Linked DNA regions of Sus scrofa: region 1 is linked to region 2. A link is a contact called in public promoter capture Hi-C data. All regions are on one chromosome and are shown on one strand. The core of a region is the stretch at or near the end of the contact, and the rest is flanking DNA. Distances in the headings are between cores, read along the strand shown.

Evidence for each region. Promoter capture Hi-C pulls out the DNA fragments that hold promoters and counts their contacts.
Region 1: a contact with region 2 is called in a promoter capture Hi-C map of liver, with 4 times the contacts expected there. The contact joins two enhancer-like sites. A contact is called at or near these places in 1 of 5 promoter capture datasets (liver) and 1 of 47 Hi-C or Micro-C datasets (embryonic fibroblasts).

Annotation. Positions count from the first base shown.
Region 1 is chr5:36,518,482-36,523,592 of Sscrofa11.1, forward strand. The region is part of intron 6 of TRHDE (thyrotropin-releasing hormone-degrading ectoenzyme); the gene reads left to right. Among named protein-coding and RNA genes, the nearest start is that of TRHDE, 250 kb to the left of the region's middle. Within about 2 kb of position 2,725, at least 3 of the 83 cell types and tissues checked have an H3K27ac peak or open chromatin away from gene starts, as enhancers often do. A contact at or near this core is called in liver, where this site is marked.
Region 2 is chr5:36,271,533-36,276,712 of Sscrofa11.1, forward strand. It overlaps TRHDE (thyrotropin-releasing hormone-degrading ectoenzyme), which reads left to right. Exons shown (of 19, transcript XM_021092004.1): 1 at 1-3,736. The coding sequence starts at 2,832. Among named protein-coding and RNA genes, the nearest start is that of TRHDE, 7.2 kb to the left of the region's middle. Within about 2 kb of position 3,354, at least 20 of the 83 cell types and tissues checked have an H3K27ac peak or open chromatin away from gene starts, as enhancers often do. A contact at or near this core is called in liver, where this site is marked.

The sequences.
Region 1 (5,111 bases), core at 1,475-3,974, 250 kb after region 2:
AAACTCTGTATCTAGTTTTATGTTATGCAGTCATTTTCTTCTTGACATCAGCACCTAGGATAGTCTTTGTCCCAAATATGGCTGCTATTATACTTATTTACTATTTTTTTGTTTACCTGTTGTTTACCTATTTCACACATTAATATATTTACTTAGTTACCTTATTTAATAGCCATATATTAAATGTCTAGTCACACAGCAAGATGCTGGGTTTTGTAAAATATGACCCCTCCTCTTCTGACTCCTGGTAGTAGTTGCAAATATTTGTAATATGTAAATTCCCAAATAAGAAAAACTGTGCTCTGTGTCAGTGTAGATATAAGAAGAGAATTCCCTTGTGGAACATAGGTTAAGGATTCGTCATTGTCACTGTAGTGGCTCAGGCTGTTGCTGTGCTGTGGATTCCATCCCCAACCTGGGGACTTGCACATGTCCCTCTACAGCCAAAAAAAAAAAAAAAAAAAAGAAGAATAGGTATAAGAAAAAATAGATATATAAAAAAACAAGTGCTCTAGGAGAATTGTAAGAACAATTTTAATTCTGGCTTGAGTTAGGGAATATTTCTTTTAAAAAGTGACATTAGGGTTAACTGAAGACTTCAGTCATATTAGAGTTAAGACTTGACTTTGGGTAGTTGGGGAATTTTTCATGCACAAAGACTTGTTCAAAGGCAAGGATAATGGGAAATGCAGTGAGGCCAAAGGGAGGGCCCCCAACCCCCGCTTTTTTTGGCTGTACCTGTGGCATGCAGAAATTCCCAGGCCAAAGACTGAACCCGAGCCACAGCAGTGACAACACTGAGTCTTTAACCATGAGGCCACCAGGGAACTCCAGCAGCTTTTTACATAGTCTCTCAAAAGACTCTATAGGCCAGAATCTGGGAGAGGGATTATAAAGAAGAAAGAGACAGATATTAAGAAAATACTTTTCCCATGAGTCACATGCCCATTTATTTTTTCCTCCTGTCTGTCAATGAGTCAAATAAAAAATATAAAAGAACTAACATATATTATATGTATTTTATAAGCCTCACTATTCTATACATCAATATGCATAATAAAAAGTAAAATTTAGAAAGGAAAAATTGGAAAGAATGAATTTAACCACACAACTATATGTTGTGTGTATGAACTCTTTTATAGATAACCGTCAAATATTTAAATATTTGGCATTTTGATTATTAGTTGAAAAAACAAATGTTTAGATTATTCAGAAAATAGGCAATTTAGTCATTTATTAGAGGTTAGTGCCATACTCTTAATTCTCAGACAAAATGTCCAACTAAAGTTTTATTGCACTAACGTATTGTTCACGTAATAAACCATATTTACTTAAGTTGTTAGCCTTCAACTTAATCCAGCAGTGCCTCTTTAAGAAGTACCATGTAATCTTTTATATTAGACAGAAATTGGGGAAATATTTTATATTCAAAACATATCAGAAACCTAATTTGTAATGAATCTAAGTAATTTGTGACGTTTGCTAGCGTCTTTTAAAAAATCTTATTTATGTAGCATGTTTGATATGCCTTGTTCACTAACATTAATCCATGTTGTATTTTTCTTACTAAGCTAAATTCACATGGATTTCCAGCTGTGATGTTTAACTCCGACAAGGAACAATTGTTCTATGATAAGTGAGAAGGGTACCATTTGTTGGCTAATAGTCATAAAAGCCTGCTGTTCTTAAATTGTAAAATGAATTTGGAATTAAAATGTATTTAGATTTCTACAAGTGGTGTTTCTGAATTCTTAAAACAAAATTAAACTTGTTTTACTTATTACAGGTTTGGGACATTTTAGCCTTCCACTTGGTTCAGAAATTTTAAAAAGTAAATATTTTTTATCACATATTCTTAAACCGTCACTCTGTTAATACTATTACACTTTAATGGAAAAGAAAATTATAGTTCATAAGATCTTGATTGTTTAAGGTATACTCTAAATGTCTGGCTAATGAAATTCAACTTATTTCCTTTTTCTTCTGTCAGATAAGATTCTTTTTTAAAAAAATGGTAGCATCAAAATACTCCTAGAATGCTCTACAGGTACATTATGGAATAAGAGATTTTTCCGCCAGCAAGAGGACGACAAGGGGAGTTCCCGTGGTGGCTCAGTAGGTTAAGAACCTGACTAGTAATGCTAGTGAGTTAAGGATCCAGCATTGCCACAAGCTGGGATTTCCATATGCCGCAGGTGCCACCCTAAAAAAAAAAAAAAAAAAAGGTCGAATACAAGGAGGAGTACAACATCTGATGACTGTGTACTGTGCATATATTTCACTGAGAAATAATAGTGTTCTCTTACCTCTAAAACTCTATAAACATCTTGCCTGTTGATTCCTAAATACTCTGCTTCCTTCGCTGTTTGTTACAGCAGATAAATGTCTGTACGTCCGTCTAAGCCAATCCCTGTGCTATGTAGGAGTCTCCTCCTCTCCTCCCTACTTGGGGTGATTGCTGACTCAGAGCCGTCTCTTCTCTCCTAAATCATCCAATTTTCCTTCCCTACTCTATTTCCTTTATCTGCATAGAATGTTATATTTTATTCTTAATAAAAAAATCCCTTGACTGGCCTCTCCTGAGACTCTGGCCTTATGTCTTTGTATCCTTTTAAGGCAAAACCCCAATTCCTTTTTCCCTCCTCTTTTAAAACCACTGTAATTATACCTTCAGTTTTACCATTGACCAAATCTTTCTAGTGAGGTTGAATATTAACTCCACATTGCAAAATCCAACTAGTTTCTGACTTAGTTGATTTGTTTTCTCCAGCCCATTTTATGGCAATGGTCATTCTTCCCTTGAAACATTTTCTTCATTTTGTTTCTTAGATGTTGCATTCTTTTTTTTTTTCCCCTTTTTTTCTTTTGTTTATTTACCTGCTCACTGGCCATTTTCCCCTCATCTTTTCTGATGAACTCAGTTATTTTTATCAACCGCTAAATGTGGAAACATTTCAGAACCCATTCTTCAGATATATTTATATGTTAATAATTTGATATATAATTAATATTTTAATAATAAAATAATTGTGAGAGCCTGGGGCTTCTAGGCTTCTAATCCACATCTCTCTTCTGAATTCCAGGTTTCCAAATTTCACTCTGTGTCTTCTCTCTGCCTGGAATGTTCTTCCTCAGTTACAAATACAGCTTGCTTCTTTATGAATTCAGTATCTCTGCTGAAATGTCAGTGTATTAAAGCAATCTTCCTGATTATCTTATGTAAAATTTGAGAGTCCATCTCCCTCAGCATTTTTTTCCCCTTACCCTGCTTTATTTTTCCTCATACTGATAGTAGTTGGCATGATAGTATGAAGCTGTTTCTTTGTTAAATGCCTCTTCTGCCTGGAATATAAACTCCATGAAATCTTTATTTGGCTTGTTCTCTGCATCGTTTTCAGTTCCTACAGCAATGCCTGACACAGAAGGCATTCAATAATTGTTGGGTAATTTGCAAATAAATCAGTCTTTCAATTTACCTTAGCGTGATGCCCCCCCCCAAAGTGTGTATGACTGTATTCATACTCCCACCAGAATGTTTGAGAAATCCTGTTTCCTTACATCTTTGTCTGTATTTGATATTACTAAAATCCCAAAGATTTTGCTTAGTTGATGGATGTGAAATGTTATCTCACTGTTTTATTAATTTGCATTTCTTTTTTTTTTTTAAGTGAGATTAAGAGACTTTTATGTATTTTTTGCCCTTTGGGTTTCTTACTTTTTGATTTTTCTGTGTGTTTCCTTTTCCCATTTTCCAGTGGGCCTTTTTTTTCTTTTCTGACTTTTTGGGGCTGCACGTGTGGCATACGGAGGTTCCCAGGCTAGGGGTCTAATCAGAGCTGTAGCCTCTGGCCTAGACCATAGCCACAGCCACTCCAGATCTCAGCCACATCAGAGATCTACACCGCAGCTCACGGCAATGCCGGATCCTTAACCCACTGAATGAGGCCAGGGATTGAACCTGCGTCCTCATGGATACTAGTCAGATTTGTTTCCACTGAGCCACGATGGTAACTCTGGGGCTATTGTTTTAAAATTTGTTTGCTTATTTGTTTAATAATTGATAAATGAGAGGATTTTTCTTTTGTATCGTGGCTGCTAATCTGTGGTTGCTGATAAGACTGTAATTTATCTTTTAATTTATGATGTCTTTTATCATACAGATATTTTTAACTCAAATGTAGTCTAATTGTCCATTGTTTCTTTTATGCTTCATGCTTTTTGTTTTGTTTAAATTTTTTCTTTATCCCAAATTCTATTTTTTTTTTTCCCCTTTGGCTATGACTGTGGCTTGTGGAAGCTCTTGGGCCAAGGATCAAACTAGCACCACATAACCTCTGATGTGCTGGATCCCTAACCCACTAGGGAATTACTCTTTATCTCAAATTCTTAAAAATATGCTTTGAGATGTTTTTTCTAACATTTTTAAAGTTTTACATTTTATGTCGTTTTTTTTTAATCCATTTGGATATTTTCTGTTGTTTTCTAAAATTTTATGATGTATAATGTAATGCCATTTTTATTTGGATAATCAGTCTTTTCAGTGCCATTTATTGAATTTCGTGCCCTGCTCCCACTCATGTATAAAACCTTTTTTTTGAAGGTTTTATAGATTAATTTTGGAATAATTGAAATTTTACAGTACTAATTCTTTTTAGCTTTATAAGGAATATATATAGTGCTTGGTTTTTAGGTTCCTGGGCCTTAGGATAACTTCTGAAATTTTTTCCATGAAAACTCTGAACAACTTTTAACTTCACCCTATAATTTATGTTTTTCTCATGTTTATTTATATATTTGCTCTTGAGAACAGGGTGTTTTCTAAATTGATTCTTTAAATTAATTTTTACTGATTTATATCAACTTTAAAAGAAATTTTTTTTTATCTTTTGTCTTTATAGGGCTGCACCCCCGGCATATGCAGATTCCCAGGCTAGGGGTCTGCTTGGGGCTGTTGCTGCCAGCCTATGCCACAGCCACAGCAATGCCAGATCTGAGCCAAGTCTGCAACCTACACTACAGCTCATCACAATGCCAGATCCTTAACCCACTGAGCGAGGCCAGGGATGGAACCCTCAACCTCATGGTTCCTAATCAGATTCATTTCCTCTGCA
Region 2 (5,180 bases), core at 2,104-4,603:
TTAATTCCGATATTCTTGAGAGTTGCCTTGTAATCTTCAAAACTACATGGATAACACACAAAGATCTGAACAAGCCTTCTTTGAATCTTTTCTTGACTACTATCATTTTAGAGAAAGTGGGTAACCTCTTCATGGAGATTATGGAGTGGTTCCCTAACTTCTGGGGGTGAAGGTGGTTCCAATCCCTCTTCTAATCCAAATGAGTTGAATCCATGGACTTTAGATCAAAAATCTCAAACTGCCAGATTAGTATCCTAAAGTCAGAGAAGCTTAGAGAGCTGCTAATAGTCACACAGCTCTTTTTGCCTGCCTATACTACAGGTTTCCTGATTTGGTGAAAACAAACTCTCCACTCCTAAAATGCTTACAGGCAGATACATATGGACAGCAAGAGCACAGAGATTTAAAAACAGAGCAGAAAAAATTAACTTGAACAGAATGTGGCATTTCCCTTGGTCTGTTGCTAACGGCCCACATACAACATGCTTTAAAAAAAAAAAAAAAAACCCAGGTTCATCTTTTTATCATCATTTATAAATGATTCAAATGGACATTTAGAATGTACGGCATTGGGAATGTATCCCATGTGGGGATAAATGGCAAAGAGCTTCAATGTTCAGGGCTGTGGTTTTCAGGCTGAAGTTGATGCATATTTGGGCTCTTCGCTTTGGTCATGCTGTTAAAGCAAAAGATAATATTTTTAAGTCTATTTTCAGGACTCCAAAGCCAGTGACATTAAATATTCCTTTTTGTAAGAAAAACAATTATGGACATGATTTTTTAATGCCTTCAAGAATTGAAGATATGAAAGAAATGTGTAAAAAGGAATTACTTCATTCTCTTTTTATTCTGCCCCTAAAAAAACTGAGTCAAGTCTATCACACTTTGTTTCATTAAAAACTAGAGACTGTGCCTCTGAACTGTTACTTTTGGGGTGGCTGTTTTCTGAATATTTTTCCAAATAGAGTTTTTCACACAGATTCTATAGGTTGGATATCCCATATACTCATACCTACTCTGCGTTATAATTTCAAACTTCTACAAACTTAGACAAGAATCCATAACCAGCCAATGGTCTATGAACCTGTTTTGATGATCCTGCTGTCAGCAAAATTCCTATTGATAATCTAAAGCAGTTGAAACAATTTTCATGGTAACACTGAAAACTGCAAAAAAGTCATTGTGGCTGGGTGAAGTGAAAAACTGACCAATCACAGAATCTCAAGTAATGGGGCTCATGTCCCCAGCTTTTCTCAGTCTCAAGTTTTTAGTCCTGAATATTACACTTTAGGTATTATATTTTAATCATTTCCTCAATCTAAAAATAGAAATTATTCAATAGGAAAAAACATCTTTAGTCTTTACTTCCGGCGATTCTAATATTTCCTTGCTAACCCTTATTTTAATACTGCACACCTGGACACATCACACAGTATAATATATGTAGTCAGGCTCTGGAGAATTTATTTCAATTTACATACAGTCCTTCCAATCCTCTGGCGAGCTTGATGTGAAATCTGAGACAGCTACATCTCCCCAGCAGGATCTTCCTTTGCCTCTTGGCATTAATAGCCAAAGGCTCTAACTGCTCCTCCCGGGAGGCGCAGTGGGGCTAAAGAGTCGGGAAGAGGGGTGACTGCGGGGCTTGTTGCGCTGAAGATTTACAATGTACTTCTTGCAGGCGGCTCAGCAACCCCCTCTGTGGCTGTGGGTGTCTGGTGTGACAGAGCGGAGAAAAGCTCTCTAATCTCCCAGTGCCTGCCTCTGCCGCTCAGTCGCTCCCCTCCCTCCCGCCTTCCCTGCCTCCTCGCGCTCTCTCGCTCTCTCCTTTGCCTTTCTGGGGAGTTTCAGTCCCTGAATGCAGCCAGAGTAGCTTTGGCAATCTAGACCTGGAGCCTGTGTATATATGCTCACGCACACACATGCACACTCACTCGCACACACGCACTCCGGCTCTCCCCACGGGGATACAGAGCAAACCCGGAGCTTCGTCTACCTGAGGGGGATGGCCCGGCCGGACACTTCTTGCTCACTTGTCATCTCCAGAGGTCAGTGCAACGTCGGAACCAGGGAGGCTCGCTGTCCGGTTTGCAATCTCACGCTGTTTGCCGCCACCACTGCTTAAAGTGTCCAGGCAGGCGGAGAAGGCTTCTCCAGGACAGATTCCCCGTGCAGCTCTGCGGCCCTGGGACTTCACCCGGCTGGTTCACCCCGGTCTTTTTTTCCTGGCCATTCCCTTGTCCCCGGCTACGGGGTGCATGGCTCGGGCACCTCCGCTGCTGCCGCTGCCGCAGCTGCTGGGAGTACATCCCACCCAGAGGACTGAACGCCGCCGCCGCTGGAGTGGGGAGAGAAATCGGCAGCCCTAACTTCCCTCTCCCTCGCTCCCCCGTCCTTGCCAGCCAAGAATCCGCTGGAAGGCTCCCGCGGAAAGCCAGGCGAAAGCTCGGTGCAGGGGACTGCTAGCTGGGAGCCGCAAGCGCACAAGGGCGGGGGCGGCATGTGCCCCTGAGCCCTGCGCCCGCTGGAGAAGTAGCGCGCGTTGGGAGAGTGAGACGCTTTCCAAGTTGGGCGCGTCCCAGAGCTCGCCGCCCCGCACCTCGGCCGCTGGTATCCGGAGAGAGGCGGGGCTGATGGGGGGCGCCGAGGTTGCAGTCGCCTACGGCCAGAGCCCGTCTTAAAAGAACACGGGCCAGTCTCCCCAGGGTCCCAGCTGGCGTTGCGCCCTCGGCCCGCGTGCGCTCTCTGATGCCTGCTCTGGCTGTGGCCCGAGTGGCCCGCCCGCGGGGGGTGCCGGAGGGGGCGGGGGAGGAGGAGGAGGAGGCGGTGTGATGGCCCTGGACGGCGAGCGGGGGGAACAAGAGGAGGAGAAGAAAAAGAAGAAGAAGAAAAAGAAGAGGAAGAAGAAGAAGGAGGAGGAGGGGGCTAAGAAGAGCAGCTCACCCTTCGTGGCCACGATGGGGGAGAACGACGCCGCGCTCCGGGCCGGCGGCAGGGGGCTCTCGGACCCGTGGGCGGACTCCGTGGGGGTACGACCCCGCACCACCGAGCGCCACATCACGGTGCACAAGCGGCTAGTGCTGGCCTTCGCCGTGTCCATCGTGGCGCTGCTTGCGGTTACTATGCTCGCGGTGCTGCTCAGCTTGCGCTTCGACGAGTGTGGGGCAAGCATACCGCCCGGCGCCGACGGCGGCCCCGCGGGCTTCCCAGCACGCGGTGGCAACGAGAGCCTTCCGGGTTCTTCACGGCGCGACCACCACGCTGGCGGAGATTCCTCACAGCCCGGAGCAGGCAGGGAGGACACTCCTGAGACCCCGTCTGCCCAGCCGCCGTCGGAGGAGGAGCAAGAACAGTGGCAGCCATGGACTCAGCTGCGCCTGTCGGGCCACCTCAAGCCGCTGCACTACAATCTGATGCTCACCGCCTTCATGGAGAACTTCACCTTCTCCGGGGAGGTCAACGTGGAGATCGCATGCCGGAACGCTACTCGCTACGTCGTGCTGCATGCCTCCCGGGTCGCTGTCGAGAAGGTGCAGGTGGCCGAGGACCGGGTGGCTGGGGCAGTCCCGGTGGCCGGCTTTTTCCTCTACCCGCAAACCCAGGTCTTGGTGGTGGTGCTGAATAGGACCCTGGACGCGCAGAGGAATTACAATCTGAAGATCATTTACAACGCCCTGATCGAGAACGAGCTCTTGGGCTTCTTCCGCAGCTCCTACGTGCTCCACGGGGAGAGAAGGTATGGAGGGAGGCGGTGCCCGGCTGCGCCCCACCCAACCAGGCTGCTCTAAACCGCTGGGCAGCCACCGACCTCTGGGACCCGCTAGCTTCCGATACTGGAAGCAAGGGATGGGGGAAGGAAGGGAAAGTGGGATAGGACCATCCCTCAGAACTCTCACGGTCTCCCAGACACCTGGTTCCTACTGCAGCCAACTCCACAAACTCACCTGTGCCAAATGCCACTTCTCCTCTAGTCTGGGACCCCAGCCCCGTCAAAGTTCCTTAGCCAGCTTTTTTTTTTTAAGGGTAATTCATAATCTGAGCGATGCCAGGTCAGGGTGACATCAAAAGCCTGTCAGGTTACCGTCCAGGAAAAATATGTGAGTACCAGAGGCTAGGGCAGTAGCATATCCCAGGAAGATGTCAGGATAGGGTAAGTAGGGCAAAAATCTAACCCCACCCGCCCCGGGCCAGCAGAGGCTAGGCTTTGGCCTCATGAAGTTTTACCAAACTGGACGTTGAGATTCTGAGCAGCAAGAGCCAGTCCCAGTGGCAAAGTAAGGGTGGTGGCTGATATGGCCAGTGCCAATATGGCCAGTGCCAGGGAGAAGTGCTCCTGCTGGTGCTGCCAGCTCTCTCCTAACACTGAGTGATTCTAGTTTGTTCATGAGTTACTACCTCTGGAAATAACTCCAGTGGTGAAAGGGGGGAAAGCTAACAGTCTCAAATGTCTTGTTAGTGAGTGTCTTGGATGCTTTTTTAGATTTGGGCAGGATTCTGTTTCTTTTTCTTCTTTTTTTTTTTTTTTTTTTTTTTGAGAGGCTGTGACTTTCATCACTTGTTTAGAGTTCAGGCTTCAGAGTCCAACAGAACTGGGTTCAAATCCCAGCTGCAACTCTACCTGTGGTGAAGTCTTGAGTAATCTGATTAATCTAGGTCACCAGTTCCTGACAATGACTACCTCTAGTGCTTAATGAGCATTTTGTATTAAACTCAGTCTTTCGAGAATCCTATGGGATTGGTGCTATCAACACTCCCTATTTTACAGATGAAGAAATGGAGGCATCAGGAAATCAAGTAACTTGTCATATAGTGAGCCAACAAAGCAGGGTTTAGAGCCTTTGGCTCCAGAACCCATATTTTTAGTTTTAACTTGGGGAAATAATAATAACATCCTCATAGGATTGTTGCAAGTGTTCATGAGTAAATGCACTAAAAAGCACTTAGCCCTATACTTGGCATATATGAGTGTCTCATGGTAGTAAGCCCTCAAGCTTATTGTTGAATGAATAAACAAGTGATTATTGCTTTTTTGCTCAAGCCTATTGCATTTAAAATAACTTTGATTACTTAAAAACTATAGGGTCAGGGACAACCAAAATGAACTTAAAAATGAAATCAACAACCTTAGACATAGAGGCAGGTTGGCGCTTAGTAATGAGGCCACTGGCAGAGACTCCCCT